Regions from separate parts of the Mus musculus genome. Here region 2 is linked to region 1. Evidence: chromatin contacts called from public HiCAR-type data. All regions are on one chromosome and are shown on one strand. The core of a region is the stretch at or near the end of the contact, and the rest is flanking DNA. Distances in the headings are between cores, read along the strand shown. Region 1 holds the start of Pitpnb (phosphatidylinositol transfer protein, beta). Region 2 holds the start of Ficd (FIC domain containing).

Evidence for each region. HiCAR-type assays count read pairs that join an accessible place to other places.
Region 2: a contact with region 1 is called in a HiCAR-type map of astrocytes, with 3 times the contacts expected there. The contact joins the promoter of Ficd here to the promoter of Pitpnb in region 1. A contact is called at or near these places in 2 of 115 datasets of contacts at active chromatin or transcription factors (astrocytes and thymic regulatory T cells).

The regions. Positions count from the first base shown.
Region 1 is chr5:111,328,993-111,333,220 of GRCm38.p6, reverse strand. It overlaps Pitpnb (phosphatidylinositol transfer protein, beta), which reads right to left and starts at 2,524. Exons shown (of 12, transcript NM_019640.5): 1 at 2,388-2,524. The coding sequence starts at 2,407.
Region 2 is chr5:113,733,476-113,737,703 of GRCm38.p6, reverse strand. It overlaps Ficd (FIC domain containing), which reads right to left and starts at 1,922. Exons shown (of 3, transcript NM_001010825.3): 1 at 1,655-1,922; 2 at 532-883. The coding sequence starts at 832.

The DNA of each region.
Region 1 (4,228 bases), core at 1,275-3,774:
TTAAAGGCATGTGTCACCACACTTGGCCCTGAAAGCTATTTAAAAAAAAAAAAAAAAAAAGCCCAGCAGTGGTGGCGCACGCCTGTAATCCCAGCACTTGGGAGGCAGAGGCAGGCGGATTTCTGAGTTTGAGGCCAGCCTGGTCTACAGTGAGTTCTAGGACAGCCAGGACTGCACAGAGAAACCCTGTCTCGAAAAAAAAAAAAGAGGAAAAAAAAGTTCTAAGACATCCAACATGTGCCAAGGTATTTTACTTCCCCACACAGGAACCATCTAGTCACTGGATGGAGCTGACAGCAGGGGTCACTTCATTTACAGCACTGAGTACTCACACCGTGTTTGACATAGACAGTAAACTGTCTTTATCTTAAATCTAGGAGGAGGAAAAAAAACAGCTAAGAGAGACTCTGATGAAAACAATTAAATGATAGATACACATTAGCCTTTGCTACCTTCCTTCATAAAGTAAAGGTATGCAAAACACAGGACTGGAGAGATGGCTAAGAGGTACTGCTCTCTCAGAGAGGGCCTCGGCTCATTTTCTAGCACCAGCTCCAACTGGATCCTCTGGCCTCTAGGGACATCTGTACTGAGGTACAAACACACACTGTCAGAGAGGGTTAACTCAAGAGTTAACTCACATTCTGAAGACAGGAAGTAACTAATAAATTAAAAGCCACTAGATGCCTCATGTGCAGTCAGTCTAGCATCTCTCTTCCTAGGTAGCTTGGCACAAGTCAGTTCCTGTCTATCGCATATTCTCCTGTTTTAATATCTGCCACTAGAGTAATGTTAGGTGATGTTTACAAGATACATTGTTAAAATTACTTGGAAGAAAGTTTTCATAAACTCAAAGTTCAGTAGTATGATTATGTTTTAAGTGTAAATCTTTGCTGTGTGCAGAATGCGAAAGTAAGCCTTTTTTCAGACTCCCTGTCACTAAAAAAAAAAAAAAAGTAGTACTTCTTCAGGCCAGAGATGGCCCAGCAGGCAAAGGCATGACTGGAGTTTCAGGTGCAGGACCCTAATAGGAGTAGAGAACTGACTCGAAAGCTGTCCCCTGACCTCCAAAAGCACTCGGTGTACTACCCTGTACACCCCTCTCCATACAAATGTAATTAAAAGTGTTCTCCTAAAAGTGAAAAAGAATCGTCACCAATTCATTTAACAAGAGTTTGCTGAAGGGCTGGAGAAATGGCTCTGCGGCTAAGAGGACTTGCTGCTCTGAGTAACTGGGTTCAGTTTCCAGCCCATGGACGGTGGCTCACTTCTTGCTCTAGTTCCAGGGGATCCAATGCCTAATGCCCTCTTACTACTACCTCCAAGAGCACTGTATGAACGCAGCACATATGCACACACGCAGGCAAACACTTAAATACACATATAAACAGGCAAATCTTTAAAAACACCAAATGCTGGCTGAAGATGTGCTATGTACTAAAGACTGATCCAAAAAAAATGGAGGTATCAGAGTGAGTATCCTGCACAATGTAGGGCGAACAGTCAGAAAGACAAACAATACACACTTCCCAAGACCTTTAAGGTGAGCTACTGATTTGAGGAAAAAGCATTCGAGTCAGCAGAAAGAGAAGGAAAGCCAACATACAGAGCGACAGAGGAACAAGGGGTCTTGTAATGCTGGAATGGGCAAGGAAAAAAAATTACATATGAGCAGAAAATAGAATCTGGGCAGTGTTAAGTAGAGAAACCTTGTTAGTGATTTTTACAAGGTTGACGTTAATACAGGCAAGGAATCTAGACAGCTAACTTAACGTCTTTTTTTTTTTTTGCTTCTTTTAAGAATCTGAAATTAAACCAGGGCCGAGGAAGAACAGCAACAACAAAATGGGTCACACTTGAAATTGCACAAGGGACACCGGCTCAGGTATGACAGCTGAACATTCCCCGCCACCACGGTTTCCTGTGATGTCCGTGGCTCTAAGCAGAGGGGGAAGCCACAACTTCCCAACAGAATGACGGGACCAGTCCGACGAACTTGGGAAAAGTCTTTATTTGCCGTGTTAAGCACCATGTGTTTAACCCCGCACCGAACCCAGTGAAGCAGGTGGGGCCGGTGTCTCCCCATCTTAGAGATGAGGGGTCTGAGAGCGACCGCAGGGGCATGATCTAGAGTGGGCTTCACTGAGCCTGAGGTGGGTCGGGCTCGAACTTGCGGGCGACCCTTCGCCCGGCATTCCCGGCTCCCCCGAGAGCCCCGGCCGCACCGCCGACCCTGGCGCTGACTGCGGAGGGCGGCGGCGCCGCACAGGGCCTTGGGGGCTCCAGGAAGGAGCCAACTGCGACCCGGGAGCGCCCTCCTCGCGGAGCCCACCGATCCTCCCCAGCCCGCATTCCGGAACCTCGTTCGAGCCCAACGACCCACTCACAATTCCTTAATCAGCACCATCTTCCGGGAACCCCTCACAGCCGCCGCCGCCAGCCGCCACCGCCGGGCCTCGCAACACGCAAGCGTAGCCCCGCCTCCCAATCGTCCGAGCCCCGGGAGCGCCTGCGCGTCCGCGCCCTTCCGCCGCCGGCCATTGCGTCAGCGCGCCTGGGGGAGCTGACTCCGCCCAGTCCACGCCCCGCTCACGGAGCACGAGGCCTCCACTGCGGCTGCGTGGCCCCTTGGCGCGCTGGTGAGCCTTGGAGCGCGCCTGCGTACTCTCGGCGAGCAGTGGGGCAGCAAGCGCGGCGTCCTCCTGCCAGCGTTAGTCTCTCACGGCGCTGTGCAGCCTATGGTTTCCAGTGAGTTCTCCAGTCGGGACCCTAAACGACGTTGAGTTCGCACAGGTGTGGGAGCCGAGGACGACCTCAGGTTTAGCAGGAGCGTGTTCTAGAAACCCAGACAGACCGGTGTTAAAATCCTGATGTGTTCGCCCCTTGTCCTAACTAACCTTTTTAAGGGTACATCTATCTGGTTTGCCTGTATTGTGTCTGCTCCCTGTGTGTCTCATGCATACTGAGGTTCACGTGTAACTGGAGATGCAGACAGTTGTGAAATGCCATGTGAGTGCTGGGAACCAAACCTGGGTCCTCTGCAAGAACCCCCAGTGTTCTTAACAACTGAGCCCCTGTCCAAACATTGAATCCTCAACAAAAGCAATTTTGCATGAGACAGACCCAGACCCAGTTGGGTAGACTAATTCTAGACGAATTCTACGTGTCTAAGGCATTGGTTTTTCATTATGTGCTTTCGGGGCAAAGAACTCACTACAGGAAGAATGAAAGTTAAATTTTACTAAGACCAATCAGAAGCCCGTCCCAACACGGGCTTTAAGCACTAGTTGACCTAACAACTTTGATAAAACAATTTTGAAACAGTGACTAAGTACTGCTCTTGGACTGCCCTCTGCTTCCTCACTCACTGAACTTAGTAACTTGGGATTCAAGGACCTTTTAGTGGGATTCCTAGGGAGCTGGATAGCTGCAGGAATAATCTTCTTTGTGTCAACGGGCATTTTAGGTAAATTTGATTTCTCTATACTTTGTGTCAAACCATATTTTTTCCCTCATCGAATGATCTTGAAAATATTTTCATAAAAACTAGAAATAGTCTCAAGAATATTCTTCCCCTCTCTAGTGATTGATTTATTTATATTTTATGTACATTGGTGTTTTACCTGCATGTATACCTGGATGAGGTCAGATCCCCTGGAACTGGAGTTTCAAACAGTTGTGAGCTGCCACGTCGTGGGTGCTGGGAATTGAACCCAGATACTCTAGAAGAACCACCAGTGCTCTTAACTGCTGAGCCATCTCTCCAACCCCAGTCCCAAGTGTTCCTTAATTTTGTTAGATATCAGAGCATAGGTCAGTTGTCCCGATTTGGGAAACTGGGTTGGACTTTGAAGATGAAGCCCTGGACCTGAATCCTGGCTGGTTGACTTCAAGAAATCTGGAATAAAGAATCTTGTAGAGACTTAATTTATACAACCAAAGATAGGTGACTGTTTAGAGAATAAAAAGTAGGAAGGGACTGAAAATGTAGCTCAGTTTATAGAGTACTTGCCTAATGTCCTAGCAGTGAGTTCAGTCCTTTTGATTTTTTTGAGGCAGGGTTTCTCTGTATAGCTCTGGCTGTCCTGGAACTCACTCTGTAGACAGAGCTGGCCTCGAACTCAAAAATCCGCCTGCCTCTGCCTCTGCCTCTGCCTCTGCCTCCCAAGTGCTAGGATTAAAGGCGTGTGCCACCCCGCCCAGCTTGAGTTCAGTCTTAAACACCACA
Region 2 (4,228 bases), core at 673-3,172, 2.4 Mb before region 1:
TGCCTGGACAATTTCTGTTTTCTGGCAGTGCTGGGGACTGGAACCCTGGGCCCTTGTGCATGCATACCAGACAGGTGCTATCAGAGCTATGCCCCTGCTTCTAATGATGTGATTCCATTGTGGTGATGTGTGGTTGTCACCCCTGGGGACAGTGTGCCGCTGGCATCCAGGTAGGCTGCTGTAACACTCACTGTGCACACGGGGCATGCTTTGCACTGAGCTCTGTGCTTCGAGGGTGAGCACCCACCCACACTCAGCTTCCCTGAGTTCCTGGACCGCTCTCCAGTCCCATCCCCAGTGGTTTCTGGCCAGAGGGAGCACTGTTCTCAGGTGCTCTTCCTTGAACCACCCCCATGTAGATCTGAGGTGCAGCTCAGGGCCCACCCTTTGTGTGTCTCCCTCCAAATGCTGGGACACCCGTTCTCAGTCACTCATCAGACTGGAGTTCCGGACTGTCTCATTCACTGGGACGCCCTCATGCTTACACACACACAAACTGACAAGGCCAACCAAGTTGGCCAGCACACTCACCTGGAGACGCCGTAGTCTTGACTGTCAGCAGCCCTGCATCCCTGGAGGAGACACTGAGCTCTGTGCATAGGCTGGTGCACTTGGGGACCACAGGCTGTGCCCTGTCCAGTTTGCTCCTGAGCAGGTGGAAACCTCTGAGCACAGCCAGGCAATGCTCTTCCACAACTCCCAGCGGCAGCAGCAGAGCCAGCAGCGACCCCAGAGCCATGCTCAGCAGCGCCATCCACAGGAAACGGCCCCAGACGGAGACCCATTTGGGTTCGGCCACTGCCACCACCGACGCCATTGGCATGAGTATCATCTGGACTGAGGGCTGGGCCCAGAGCACTCGACACAGAGGAAAAGCTGGACCCTGCAAGGAACCAAGCATTGTAAAAGAATGAGGCAGTGGGAGTGGACCCGTTCCCAGATGGAGAGACCAGACACAGAATCGTCACACTTTCTAATTCATTAGGGACCACGGAAATGGGGGAGGGGTCTCATGGTGCAGGGCCAGCCTGGGAAGATTCATCCTAACCCATAGCTCCTCCGGGGTAGAGTGATAGGACTCTAATGCATTTATATATATTAACTTTCATAATCTCAGCCTACAACCCCAGGAGGTGATGTTTCCACACCGCCCTCCCCAGAGGAGATGCAATCAGAACTCAGAAAAGTGAAGTCGGGGACTTTTCAGCCCCCCTCTTAGTCCACTAGTCCACCACAAGCGACTATTGCCACAGGACACCTAGTGTTTGGGCTGTAACTCCTGCATACGCCCCTGGACACACACCACAATCTTCGATAAGGACAAATGTCTGGTGTCCTGATGTTACCATATGAATACCGACAGCCTCGGTGACCAATGTTGTGTCCCTTCTGCCCTTCCTTCCCTGGCTTGTCCATCATAGACAGGGAAACCCAAGGCCTGGCCAACAACAGTGGGTGATGATGCCCTACCTCAGCGAGGGCGAACACAAGCTTGGGGGCTGGCGGGGGATGGGGGGGGGGAGCGAGGGATCAGGTATGCAAATGCCATCTTGCCAACAATAAGCATTTATTGGGCAACTATGGTGTGCCGGACACTGCGCTGCCGGCCAGCCTTGCACGCTGTCAGCCCCCTTGCGAAGAGCGAGCAAGCTACCTGTAGCTCCCGGTTTACAGATGAGGGATGACGCCGTTCTGACAGGCGGCGCCGGAGCTCCGGGGCCTGACCCGCCACGTCATCACTTCGCGCGGCCTGTGCAGCGGCTCGAGCCCAGCAGACTTCGGCTTACTCCCGAAGCGGGGGGTGGGGTGGGGGGTGGAATGAGGCTGCCGCGAGCTCCCGCTACGAACCGGCCCAGGGCTCGTGCCCGCCTCCAGCATCCAAACCCGCGCGGCCGTTCCCCGCAGCCGCGGTCGCAGGCCCCGCCCCCACCACCTCGCCCCGCTCCCGTCGCCTCGCCATTGGACGGACGGCCGCCCTTGCCGCGGCGGATTGGCTGTCTCGACTTGTCCATCCGCCGCGCTTCCGGGTTCTAGAGCTAGCTAGAGCATCCCCCCGGGAAAGGCGCGCCGTGTGCCGCTTCCATTGGCTGTCGCTTGTGTGCATGGGGCGGGGTCGAGGCCACCGGCTAGGGCGAGCATTTGCGTCCTGTTTTCCCGTCCCAGCATCTGCTACCTTCCTGGGCCTCCACCTAGGCTCTGTGTGCTTCAGTTTCTCTGGTGTGCAATGGCAGTAGCCACATCACCAAACGTTTCCCACTTCTTAGTCCCGGTTTCACCGTTTGTCCCTTTTCTTTACCCCCTTTCTTGTCCTCTCTAATCTACTTTTGTTTTTGAGATGGCTTCGCACCGTGTAGACCAGGCCTGGCTAGGAATTAATTCACGGTGTAGCCCAGGTTGGTCGGGACTTACTGTGTAGCCCGAGCTGGCTTAGTATTCAACCCGGGTCATTTTGAGCCAACATGCCCTCCTGACCTTTTTTAGTTTGCATTCTCTGGAGCGGCTGGCTATGGCTTTTTGTTTACCAAATTAAGTTTTCTTTGGTGCAGAGGGCAGGGCTCCCATCTCAACCCACAAATATTGAACCGGAAGCTCCCAGGGCCTGCTTTGAGAGGTTACTGGGCACACTCTGGAGTCAGACGGCCCACAGATTCAGATTTTTGCCCTCAGTCTCTTGTGATCTTGGATCAGTTTTCTCAACGGCAGAATGGGACAACAGCTCACATCTCTTAATTAAAAAAAAAAAAAAAAGTTCGTGTGCGCGCACGTGCACAGAGATCAGTTTGCAAACCTGGGCTTTCTCCTTCTACCATATGGGTTTGTGGATTGAACGCAGGTCACCAAGTTTGGCTCCTACCTGCCTTAGCCCTCAGGTTCTGGATTTGGGACTCTTTTCATGGAGCCACACAGCCCTGGGTTCGCATCCCAGCTCTGCCACTAGCAGACTGACTTGGTGGTGTCAATCTACTTTACTGATCTGTCACCTGCAGGTAGCTTAAATTGGTCTGGGACTCACTGTATAGGCCAGGCTAGCCCCAACCTCCCGCCTCTGCCTCTGCCTTCTGAGTGCTGGGATTAGAGGCATATACCACCAAATCCGGTTTCAGCCTGCTTTCTTATAGAACCCCCTGACCAGCCCAGGGATGGCTCCACCCACAATGGGCGGGGCCTTCCCCCATCAATCATTAATTAAGAAAATGCCCTACAGTTGGATCTTATGGAAACATTGTTCTCAATTGAAGTTCCTTTCCCTCCAGATAACGCTAGTGCGGTGATTCTCAACCTGTGGGCCATGACCCCACAGGGCTCTCATATTAGCTATTTACATTACATTACGATTCATCACAGTAGCAAGCGTATGGCTATGAAGTAGTAATGAAATAATTTTATAGTTGGGGGTCACCACAGCATGAGGAAACTATGTTTAAATATAATTTTATAATGTAGTATGTTAGTCAGGGTTCTCTAGAGTCACAGAACTTTTCGGTAGTCTCTATATAGTAAGGGAATTTGTTATGATGACTTACAGTCTGTAGCCCAACTCTCCAACAATAGTCAGCTGTGAGTGGGAAGTCCAAGGATCCGGTAGTTGCTCAGTTGCACGAGGCTGGGTGTTTTCAGCTGGTCTTCTGTAGAAGTAGGTTCCAACAGATGTGCCAGCAAGTAAGTGCACGCAGGGGAAGAAGAGCGAATCTTCCTTCTTCCAATGTCCTTATGTAGGTCTCCAGCAAAGGTGTGGCCCAGATTAAAGGTGTGTACCGCCACGCCTGGATCTGGGACTTGCTTTGGCCCAGGCTGACTTTGAACTCAGAGATCTCCTTGCCTCAGTCTCCTGGGATTAAAGGCCTTGCCTGGGCCCAAGCTTTTTTTTTTTTTTTTTTTTTTTTCTTTCTTTCTTTCTTTCTTTCTTTCTTTCTTTCTTTCTTTCTTTCTTTCTTTCTTCCTTCCTTCCTTCCTTCCTTCCTTCCTTTCTTTCTTTCCTTTTCTTTTTTCTTTTTTTGGCTTTTGGAGACAGGGTTTCTCTGTACAGCCCTGGCTGTCCTGGAACTCACTTTGTAGACCAGGTTGGCCTCGAATTCAGAAATCTGCTTGCCTCTGCCTCCCGAGTGCTGGGATTAAAGGCGTGCGCCACCATGCCTGGCCCTCTTTTTTAAGATTCATTTATTTATCTTATGTATATGAGTACACTGTTGCTGTCTTCAGACACACCCAGAAGAAGGCATCAGATCTC